3 separate regions of the Sus scrofa genome follow, and regions 1 and 3 are each linked to region 2. Evidence: chromatin contacts called from public HiChIP or PLAC-seq and promoter capture Hi-C data. All regions are on one chromosome and are shown on one strand. Each heading gives the region's core, a stretch centred on a gene start, on an enhancer-like site or on the middle of the called end of the contact. The rest is flanking DNA. Distances are from core to core; before and after follow the strand shown.

Evidence for each region. Promoter capture Hi-C pulls out the DNA fragments that hold promoters and counts their contacts. HiChIP or PLAC-seq counts read pairs in DNA pulled down with a chosen protein or histone mark.
Region 1: a contact with region 2 is called in an H3K27ac HiChIP or PLAC-seq map of skeletal muscle, with 4 times the contacts expected there. The contact joins the promoter of MTFR1L here to the promoter of SYF2 in region 2. A contact is called at or near these places in 2 of 5 promoter capture datasets (fetal skeletal muscle and liver), 3 of 47 Hi-C or Micro-C datasets (liver, mesenteric adipose tissue and omental adipose tissue) and 2 of 2 datasets of contacts at active chromatin or transcription factors (alveolar macrophages and skeletal muscle).
Region 3: a contact with region 2 is called in a promoter capture Hi-C map of liver, with 4 times the contacts expected there. The contact joins the promoter of AUNIP here to the promoter of SYF2 in region 2. A contact is called at or near these places in 2 of 5 promoter capture datasets (fetal liver and liver) and 1 of 2 datasets of contacts at active chromatin or transcription factors (alveolar macrophages).

Annotation. Positions count from the first base shown.
Region 1 is chr6:83,263,652-83,266,933 of Sscrofa11.1, forward strand. MTFR1L (mitochondrial fission regulator 1-like) reads left to right here and starts at 1,700. Exons shown (of 7, transcript XM_021095596.1): 1 at 1,700-1,838.
Region 2 is chr6:82,842,126-82,845,441 of Sscrofa11.1, forward strand. SYF2 (pre-mRNA-splicing factor SYF2) reads right to left here and starts at 1,359. Exons shown (of 7, transcript XM_021095593.1): 1 at 1,239-1,359; 2 at 906-1,016. The coding sequence starts at 1,265.
Region 3 is chr6:83,314,803-83,318,071 of Sscrofa11.1, forward strand. It overlaps AUNIP (aurora kinase A and ninein-interacting protein), which reads right to left and starts at 1,840. Exons shown (of 3, transcript XM_013999063.2): 1 at 1,415-1,840. The coding sequence starts at 1,498. It also overlaps the pseudogene LOC110261117.

The sequences.
Region 1 (3,282 bases), core at 450-2,949, 420 kb after region 2:
TGAGTTTGATCCCCGGCCGGTGCAGTGAATTAAGGGATCTGGCATTGCCCAGGCTATATAGCATAGGTCACAGATGGGGCTGGGATTTGATCTATGGCCCAGAAATTTTCATTTGCCCCAGGTGTGGCCATAAAATAAATAGGAAAAAAAATTGTTATAGGCTTCATAGTACAACTTAATTATTTTTAGAAACTGATGCTCTGTGTTGAGAAAGATTCTGAAGTTAAAGCCATCATGTTAGAATTAGAGCCTGAGACAGGCATTAGCTAATTCTTTTTTGAGGGTAATTCTTATTTGAGGGTGGGACCATTAAGAGAAACTTGTAAAAGAAGGATTGGAGTAGAATGGGAAAAGGAAAACCCTTGAGCAGAGATCGAGTCTCAGAGCCAAGTCTTGGCCAGATTGCTGGTGCAGGGCTCTGGAGCATAACCCACACTGCCATCCAAACTGGCCTCTTGTACCCTTTAGTAGTCATTGGCTTATGGGGTAGAGTAACTTCCCAGGTTAGGGCTTCCATTCTCCCTCCTGCAAGGGCAATTTTCTGGAAAATGGGGCAGCTGTGAGCAGCCAGTAGAGTTGCTGGGGGATGATTCACTGGTTGGGTAAAAGGGATCTTCATGAAGAACCAAGATAGCATCTGTCACACCAAGGAAAGGCAACTAGAGCGAATTCGCAAGATCTGCCATTGCCCAGGACAGGAAAGTAATGGTTAAAGCATGTTTGTCATCCTGGAAAGAGGGTTGGAAATGGAAGCCAAATTTCATCATTTAAAATATGGTGGGATCAGGGTGGACACCGTCTCTGACCACGGCCAGCTACAGAGTTTACAGGATCAGTGCAAAATGAAAACGCAGGGCCTTTGTTGAAAAAAAAAAAAAATTGTTGTTAATTTCAAGAGGGCAACAGCAGGCACCAATTAGTCTGAGCGTGAGGCCTGTGTGAATGCACAGCTTCTCTCCCCAAGAAGCCAGTCTGTCTCTGGCAGCTAGGACTTGCAACCAAAGAACTATAGCCTGGAAGCCAAGCACAGCCACGTGTTGAGGTCAGATGAGGACATGTGACCCAGGCCTGGATGTCATGGAGACCAGGACTCTGAGGCTTTGAGCACAAAGAGGGAGTGGGTGAGTGAGTCTGGAAGGAATGTGAGTCTCTTTCCCAAAGCATCTGGTGTCTTGCCAGTCTAGCCATCTGATCATCCAACTCACTGAGTATACCTGTGTGTGTCTTTGTGATATACCTAACTGCTAAAATAGAAGAAAGCTACAAAGCCCTGGAGAGCAGAGTCAGAGGAAGAAAGGCCCATTCTTGCCGCAGAGAAGACTGTAGAGGGTCTTGGCTGGGAAGTATGAACTGTGAAGCCACCAGGGCGAGATGGGGCAAAGCAAGCACTAAATCTGGGGCCTTGGATGCCAGAGGGAGGATTCTGAAGTTTGCACTACAGTTGGGAAGAGCAAACACCGATCAATGTGGGGGCCAAGCAGCAACACAGGCCCTTTCCAGAGGTTGGAGCCGGACTAAGCGTGGAGAGTGGTAAGGAGGGAAAGGAGGCCGAGACCAGCGGGAGATGCGACTGGGCGGACCTCGGGGATCAACTTTCCCCAAGGCTCGGACGGCAGGGGGCGTGGCCTCGGGGCTTGTCTCCGCCCTCGGGATCGGCACGTGCCGCCGCCCCGCCCTCCGCGGCTGGCCTGCCCAGGGCGCGCGGGGCCGCGGCTCGGTGCGCAGCTGCAAGGGATCGCTTCCGGGGGGCGGGTCAGCGGAAGTGAGGGTGGTAGAGGCTGGGCGGCCCGCTACGGTAGGAGGGGCCGTGAGGTGAGAGTCCTGAGCCGGAGGCTGAGGTGAGACTAGGTGCGAGTGCCGCCCCAGAGTGGAAGCGCGGCTTTCCGGGTCCGGCCGTCGCGCAGCCTAATGAATGCCAGGCGCTGTGCGTTCGGTGCCCGCGGCTCCGGTGCCCGCGCCGGTTCTCGCGGCAGCCACTGTTGTCCACCTCACTCGGCAGGGGGGAAACGGAGTCCCCGGAGGCAGTTGCTCGCCGGAGTCACCCAGATGCGCCAGAGGCTGCTCGTTTCGGACGCCCCCTCGCTCCTGCCGGGACCCGGCCCCGGGCCTGTGGGTCCAAGGGCCGCCGGAGCTGCGGCAAGAACTTGGCCGACCTTGGCCTTGTCGGGTCGGGCTGTTGCGGGGGAGGGGAGGCGTGTCCCGGGCGAGGTCCCTGGGGTCGCGCAGAGTGTCGGCGCGGCGGAGACCGGGGATGATGGGACCAGGCCCCGCTCGGGAGGCGCTGCGGCTCCTGCGGGAGGCCGTGTGTAAACACTGGGACGGCAGCCTCGGAAGGGGCTGTGGGGGCGCAGAAGTGGTCGGAGCCGGCCAGCGCGGCCAGCGCGGCCAGCAAGCTGGGGGGTCTTCTAGCCGGGCACTTGGGGTGGGGTGGAGGGTTGAACTCGGCGTTCTCGTCCGTTTCTCGATTGGACAAATGAAATGCTCAAGTGCCTACCGTGTATGGAGCAGGCGCTGTGCCCTGCTGGGAAGTCGTCGCCCTTGGGGCAAACTTCACGGCACACCGTTACCTAGATACTGCTGAAGGACCCCAAAGGAAACGCAGGGTGCCTCGGGGTGACTGTCAGGGAAGGGGAGGCGATGCTTGAGCTGAGCTCCAAGAATGATTAAGGATGAACTTGGTGAAGAGGGTGTTGGTGTTTGAAGCAGAGGGAATAGTGTAGACAAGACCATCGAAGGGCTGAAGGGCCAGTGTGGTTGGAGGGCAAGGGGAAAGCAGGTGTGGCTATGAAGTGTGCGGGGGCCAGAGTGGACAGGCCCTGGAGGATGAATGCGGTGAGTGGGTAGACAGGACAGAGAAGGGTGAAGATGAGGTTGGGCCTGACTGCCGAGGCCCTGCAAGCCATGCTGAGGAGTCTAGATGTTATCCTCTTGGCTCTAGCAAGCACAGTGGGTTTTAAGCATGACAGGAACATGATTAGCCAGGAGTTCTAGAAAGATGCCTCTGGCTGTTATGTGAGGGTTAGGTCCAACTGAGTTTGGAGGTGAGTTTGGAGAAGTGGCTGCATGACTAAAGTGAGAAACACAGGGAAGCACTGTTGTGTGGAACTTGTGGCAGGCACTGACTTTCAGCCCAGAGCCTGGAATACGGATGACTTTGATAAAAGGCTTGCACTTAGCTGAGAAAGATGAAGCCCATGTAGGAGGCAGCAGGATCTGGACCAGACTTAGATGCTGAGTACTGAGTGACCTTAGACCAGTACTTTTCTCTCTCCAGCTTCCTTG
Region 2 (3,316 bases), core at 109-2,608:
TTCCAGGCTAGGGGGTAGAATCGGAGAAGTAGCTGCTGGCCTACGCCACAGCCACAGAAACGCGGGATCCAAGCTGTATCTGCGCCCCACACCACAGCTCAGGGCAACGCCAGATCCTTAACCCACTGAGCAAGGCCAGGGATCAAACTCACAACCTCTTGGTTCCTAGACGGATTTGTTAACCACTGAGCCACAATGGGAACTCCGCCTTTGTGTAAATATTTTGGACATTTCATTTTTATGTTAATATCTTACTCATCTTTCAAGCAGTAGTTTAGGTGTCATCTCTTATAGGAGACACTCCCTGAGGTCCCCCAAACTGCAACAATATCTCCTCCTCTGCACTCCCAAGGTTCTTTGTTCCTATCTCAATTTTACAACATATATTTTTTAACAATATTTACAATATAATTTTTTAACAACAGTGTAATTTCTAGCCAGAAAATTCTCTCCTCGACTTAAGAACAGAGGCCTTATCTTACTCATCTGGTTCCCCACCAACTAGCTGAACTACTGACCCTACAGACTTTCCGAGATTTGCTGAGTACTTTTCAATGAAGCGACAACCAACTCTTGCTAACATGGACGAGTTTCTTCCATATATATTTCCCTAGATACAATGAAGAGTTTATACAAATCACACAGCAGGGAGGTTGTTAGTAAGATAAATGCCCAAACCAGCCCAACTAAGTTAAAACAGATGTGGGTGGGAGGAGGGCTGGAGAGAGCATGTCCCTTTCCAAAAGTGACTCCAATGTACTGCGAGGGTTGAGAACTACCGGAACGGAACTTTTATCCTGCCCTGCGGGCCTGTCACACGCGCGGGCGCGGCCTCCTCGTCCCTCCAGAAACGCGCACGGCCCCGGCCGGGTAAAAGGTCTCAGCGGGCCTCTCTGGCTACTCACCCGCTTCAGATGCAGTTCCCGGAATTTGCGCAGTCTCTGTTCGCGCTTCTGGGCGGCTAGCTCCTCGGGCCCCAGTGGGGGCTGCTGCTCTTCTGCGCCGTTCCCCGGCACCTACAGCGAGGAGGACAGGCTAGAGTGGGGCCAGTTCGACTTCTTCCCGGAAGGCCCAAGCGATTCCCCACAAGTCCCACCAGGCCGGAAGCTCAGAGCCGACCCAGACCCCACAGTAGCTGTACTTTCCTAGTCTGAAACACAAGCATCTCCTCCACCTCTCGCCCTTGCCAACCACCGGCGCCCTAACTAAAACCCCTGGGTAAGGCCGGCGTCACTTACCTTCTCGACCAGAGTAGCAGCCGCCATTACAGCCTTTCCTTTCCCACTTCCGGCAACAACTCGGAGCACTTCCGCCAGCCTTTGGACTGCCGCGTCAGTACAGGTTAGTAACTAGCGTAAGTCCCGCCCCTTCCAGGAAGCCTCAGGCAATTGGGACGAATCTTTGCCTCTTTCAGACGTGAGAGGTTTTCTATTGGGCAAGGCCTTGCGCAGCCGCAAAAGGCCCGGGGACGGGGAGGGGCGAGTTGGAAAAGGGTGTGAAGTGTTGCGGAAAGATTGACTGGGTAGGAATGGCCTAATGGGGGTACGGTGCAAAGTCGCCTCAACTGTGTATTGTACTCTTCAACGGAAAGGGCTTTCCCTTTAGCGCTTAGCTTCCGTGTCACCTCCTCCGAAGCAGGTCTTCCCTGACGACGCTGTTTCGCGTAGGCCCTAGGGACCGTCATATGGCAGTATTTTAAGATATTTTTCTCATCTGTTCTTTTTTCTTTTCCCCCAACGTTATAAACTGCAGGAGAGCAGGGCCTGTCCCGTCCTGTTCCTTCTTCCGTGCCTAGCAGGGAGACTGAGCCAGAATTAATAAGAGTTGAAGATATTAATATAATTCGGTAAGATTCTGGAAACAGGAGGAATATACGAAAATATTTTTTCTTCACTAAAACTTAATTAGAGGTGGAAATGAAAAAGTAATCCTCCAAATGAAAAGATACCTAGATATAAGATTTGAATGATAGCCGGAAGAAAGAAATGAAATAATTTGAAATACAGAAAGTTAAATTTCCAGGGAGTTCCCGCCGTGGCGCAATGGTTAACGAATCTCACTAGGAACCATGAGGTTGCAGGTTCGTTCCCCAGCCTTGCTCAGTGGGTTAAGGATCCGGCATTGCCGTGAGCTGTGGTGTGGGGCGCAGATACAGCTCGGATCCTGCGTTGCTGTGGCTCTGGCATAGGCTGGTGGCTACAGCTCCGATTAGACCCTTAGCCTGGGAACCTCCATATGCCGTAGGAGTGGCTCAAGAAAATGCAAAAAGACAGAAGAAAAAAAAAAAGTTAAATTTCCATTAATAACGAAGGGATTTCTGGTTGGAAGACAAAATATAAACATAATAGTACAAGGGTATCTCAGTATAAATGTGATGTTATTCTGTCAGAATCTCAGTGGGTTATTGTTTTTGTTTTTTGGAACTGGAAAATACCATGACAAAAATCTTTAAGTTCGGAGTTCCCGTCGTGGCTCAGAGGTTAACGAACCCAACTAGTATCCATGAGGACACGGGTTCGATCCCTGGCCTCACTCAGTGGGTTAAGGATCTGGTGTTGCCGTGAGCTGTGGTATATAGGCCAGCAGCTGTAACTCCGATTGGACCCCTAGCCTGGGAACCTCCAATGCCTTGGGTGCGGCCCTAAAAAAAACCAAAACAACCAACAACAAAACAAATATTGCGGGTAGTATTAATGACCAGGGTTCTTAGACTGTGTAATCAGTAGAAATTGATAAGAGGACAGATGAGAAATTCAGGCATGACTTTTATTAGGATTTGTACTGCAGCAGGAAGGAGTGAAAACGAGAAATAGGTGCCCTTGCTTGTTCCCTGAGGGGGACAGGGAGCTGGTCCTTTATTTGGGGTGAGGGTAGGAGCTGATCCATGTGTCCCCGCTGAAGGGGCTGCCTAGGTGGTCGGCCCAGCCCCTTGGTGGCGCTGTGTGCAGGGATCATGCACAGTACTCTGCTTTTGCTCCCAACACCTCAGAAGTGGCAGTTGAGTTTTTGGTCTTTTTGTATCTTGTTCACAATTTGCCCCAGTTATTTTTAATCCCCTATAGTTTCTTTGTATGCTGTTGCTCAAAGAGAGGTCGAGGTGCAAGCCCTGCACCAGAAGGTCTCAGGTTTCAGTTCCCTAGCCTAGGAACCTCCATATGCTGCTGATAAGGCACTAAAAAGACAAAAACAAAAACAAAAATTGTTTCAGTTTTTTGTAAAAGAAAAAAATTGGAAACAACTCAAATATCTGTCAATAGAAGACTGCTTAAATACATTATGGTACATTCAGTGGAACACGGTGAAGCTGTAAAAAGGA
Region 3 (3,269 bases), core at 590-3,089, 470 kb after region 2:
ACCCAAATACTTTTCATCTGAGCAACACTTCACTGGTTTTCAATACAACATTCTTCCATCAGCTGAAGCTGGTTCTTCATCTGCTCTGGCAGCCTTAATTTCTGCTTTAATCTTCCTGACTTCTTCAGCTGACAGGGCTCGCTTTTTCAAAACCACCACTTAGAAGTGTTATTTTCTTTGTCACTGTGATCACCATCTTCATCTGGGAGCTGAGGCAGGATTCCTTGGTTTCTTCAGGGGTCCCTTCCCTGCAGCCAACCCATTCCTTGAAACAGGCCAGGAAAGCCGACTTGACTAGCCCCATGTAGATCACCTGGTTCTGCTTGCTTATGGCCGCTCTGGGGAAAAACAGGCTCCCCCTCCACCACCTCCACCACCACCACCACCTGGAGATTGTCTCACCAAACTTTTTGAGTATCTGCCACTTATAAGGCATGTGATATACCAGCAAAGTGCCTGACACATAGTAAGCACTCAATAAATTACATATTGCTATTATGTATACATCTGTTTTCTTCCCCCACAAGACTGTAATAAACTTGAGGAAGAATCCTGCCCTTAGGGTCTGTTTTGAAGCTATTTTTCAAGTGTAAAATGAATATCATTATATCACTACTGTGTAGATGAGTACCAAACAAGGTAATTCATCTGAAATAGCACAATCTCCAGCTTAAAATGCTCAATAAACATGAACTATTATAGCATCCTTTTGCTTTTCTGTAATAACTAACAGAGACTCTTGCATATGTGCCAAACCTGGGTGTAATTTTCAATTCTCCTAGTTGGGTGAACCTGGGTTAATTACCTCACCTGCGTTTCCTTATTCCGCTAAGGGAGATGCTACATATAATACACATTAAATACTTAACACAGTATTTTTGGCACCCAGAGGATGCTCAATAAATATCAGGCCAGCTCCCCTTCCAGTCTCATCTATTTTTTACCCCCTACAGTTTACAAGTTCTGGGCAGGTAAATGGCCGGCAACCTGGCAAGGAGGGACCCACAGGGCAAGAACTAGCCAAGTTTGCATAAGCAGCCAGCCCTCCACACTTCATCCTCAGCTACCGTCCCGTAGGGGCTGTGAGCTCCTAAGGAGTCTGCTCCATTACGCTCTTCCGGGCAAATTTTCCCTCCACCTTCTCCCCTCACCTCGAAACTTCGCTGCCCCAGGGTCTCCACATCCCTCCACGGCCTGCCTGCCTTCCGCCCCCATTTTCTCTTCACTCCTCCCAAACCCTGCTTTTCAACCTTCTTCAGACTCCAATCCCTCTCTCCCCTAAACTTCCAAAGTTGTTCCGACTCGGCCCCCGACTTTACCCCCATCACCTTCTTGTCCCCCCCAAACTCCTCCCTTCTCATGCCTTCGGGGCCCCAAACCCTCCCCACCAACCCCTCTGGCCCCGACACCCCACCTGCGCTTTCCGCCTCTTCAGCGCCGCCGCGTCCAGCCACACGCCGCAGGCCTCCTCCTCCTCCTCCGGGCCTCTCCGCCTCATGGCCGGTGAAGAGAACAAGCCGAAGCAACTCACCGCTGAGTCTCAGGCCGCCTTAGGGAACCACCATAACAGACCCCGCCGAAGTTTAGATCTCGCGCCAACGCTGGGGGTGGAGCAACGGCGCGTCCGCCCGGCGCAGGCACCGCCCCCAGCGTCAGCTCCGCCCCAGCTCAGGCTCCGCCCCTCTCCTAAGCCCAATGGGATGGATACCTTCACTACCACCTCAACAGATCTGATTCGTCGTGAGCCTTTCCAGTTACCAAGGCGCGTTCTTTACGGATTTCTCATTCAAGAGTTGTACTCCGGGAGTTCCCTTCCTGGCTCAGCGGAAACGAATGTGACGAGCATCCGTGAGGACGCAGTCCGATCTCTGGCGTCACTCAGTGGGTTAAAGATCCGGCGTTGCTGTGAGCTGTGGTGTGAGCTGTGGTGTAGGTCGCAGATGCGGCTCGCATCCAGGGTGGCTGTGGCTGTGGCCGGGGCCATAGCTCCGATTTGATCCCTAGACTGGGAACCACCATATGCCTTCGGTCCGGCCCTAAGAAGCACCAAAAAAAAAAAAAGAATTGTATTCTGAAACTGTGCTATATGAACGTGTTCCCGACGTTGCACAAGGAATGCGCGTTTTCTTTTTGCTGAGTTAGTTGCACTTTCTTATAACCATCAGGGCTCAGAGTTTGCCATGTCTCACAGGTGAATCTTCAAGAACATCTCAAAAGGAAGAGGAGGAGCTGAAGCTCTGGTCCTCCAACTCCAAAGCTGGGGTCCTCAAGACTACCCTAAATGGATTACTTTTGTAATTCAAAACAAAAAAAAAGTTTAACTATGAAACCACATGGGAGAGGATTTAGAAAACGTTAAGGAGAATGAAAACTAAAAATTTGGAGTCAGGAACTAGCTTTCAGTCCTGCTTTCACCACTTACTCTATGGCGTTGGATTTTAAAGATTAAGTTTTGTGAAAGTATTTTGTATATTCTGAAAGCTCTTCAGAAATGCAAAAAACGCTGGTAACCCATCCATCCTTCTTTTATCTGTAACCACAATCTCTATAGATGTAATATATATAACAGGTTATTTTAGCAATGGAGTGTTACTTTTTTTTCATCCAGGATTTTTTTTTTTTTTTTTTGCTTTGCTTACCTGTACTTCCTAATTTCCCTCACTGTACATATATTGATCTATATTGCTTGTGTACTGTGGAAATGGCAATAGTGTAAACATTAACATATAACAACATTATAAAAAGTTAACATAAAGATCCTTGATTGAAAGTCCAAAATTGAAATCTTTGTCAAAGTATATATTTAAACACATTCTTTTATTTTTTATTTTTTATTTTTTTGTCTTTTTGTCTTTTTTGTCTTTTGTTGTTGTTGTTGTTGCTGTTTCTTGGGCCGCTCCCGCGGCATATGGAGATTCCCAGGCTGGGGGTTGAATCGGAGCTGTAGCCACCGGCCTACGCCAGAGCCACAGCAACGCAGGATCCGAGCCGCGTCTGCAACCTACACCACAGCTCACGGCAATGCTGGATCATTAACCCACTGAGCAAGGGCAGGGATCGAACCCGCAACCTCATGGTTCCTAGTCGGATTCGTTAACCACTGCGCCACGACGGGAACTCCCACATTCTTTTAATTTGGGGGGGGCACACATGCAGCATATGGAAGTTCCCAGGCTAGGGGTCGAATCAGAGCTACAGCTGCCGGTCTATGCCAGAGCCACAGCAACTTGCGATCCAAGCTGCATCTGCAACCTACATGCCGGATACTT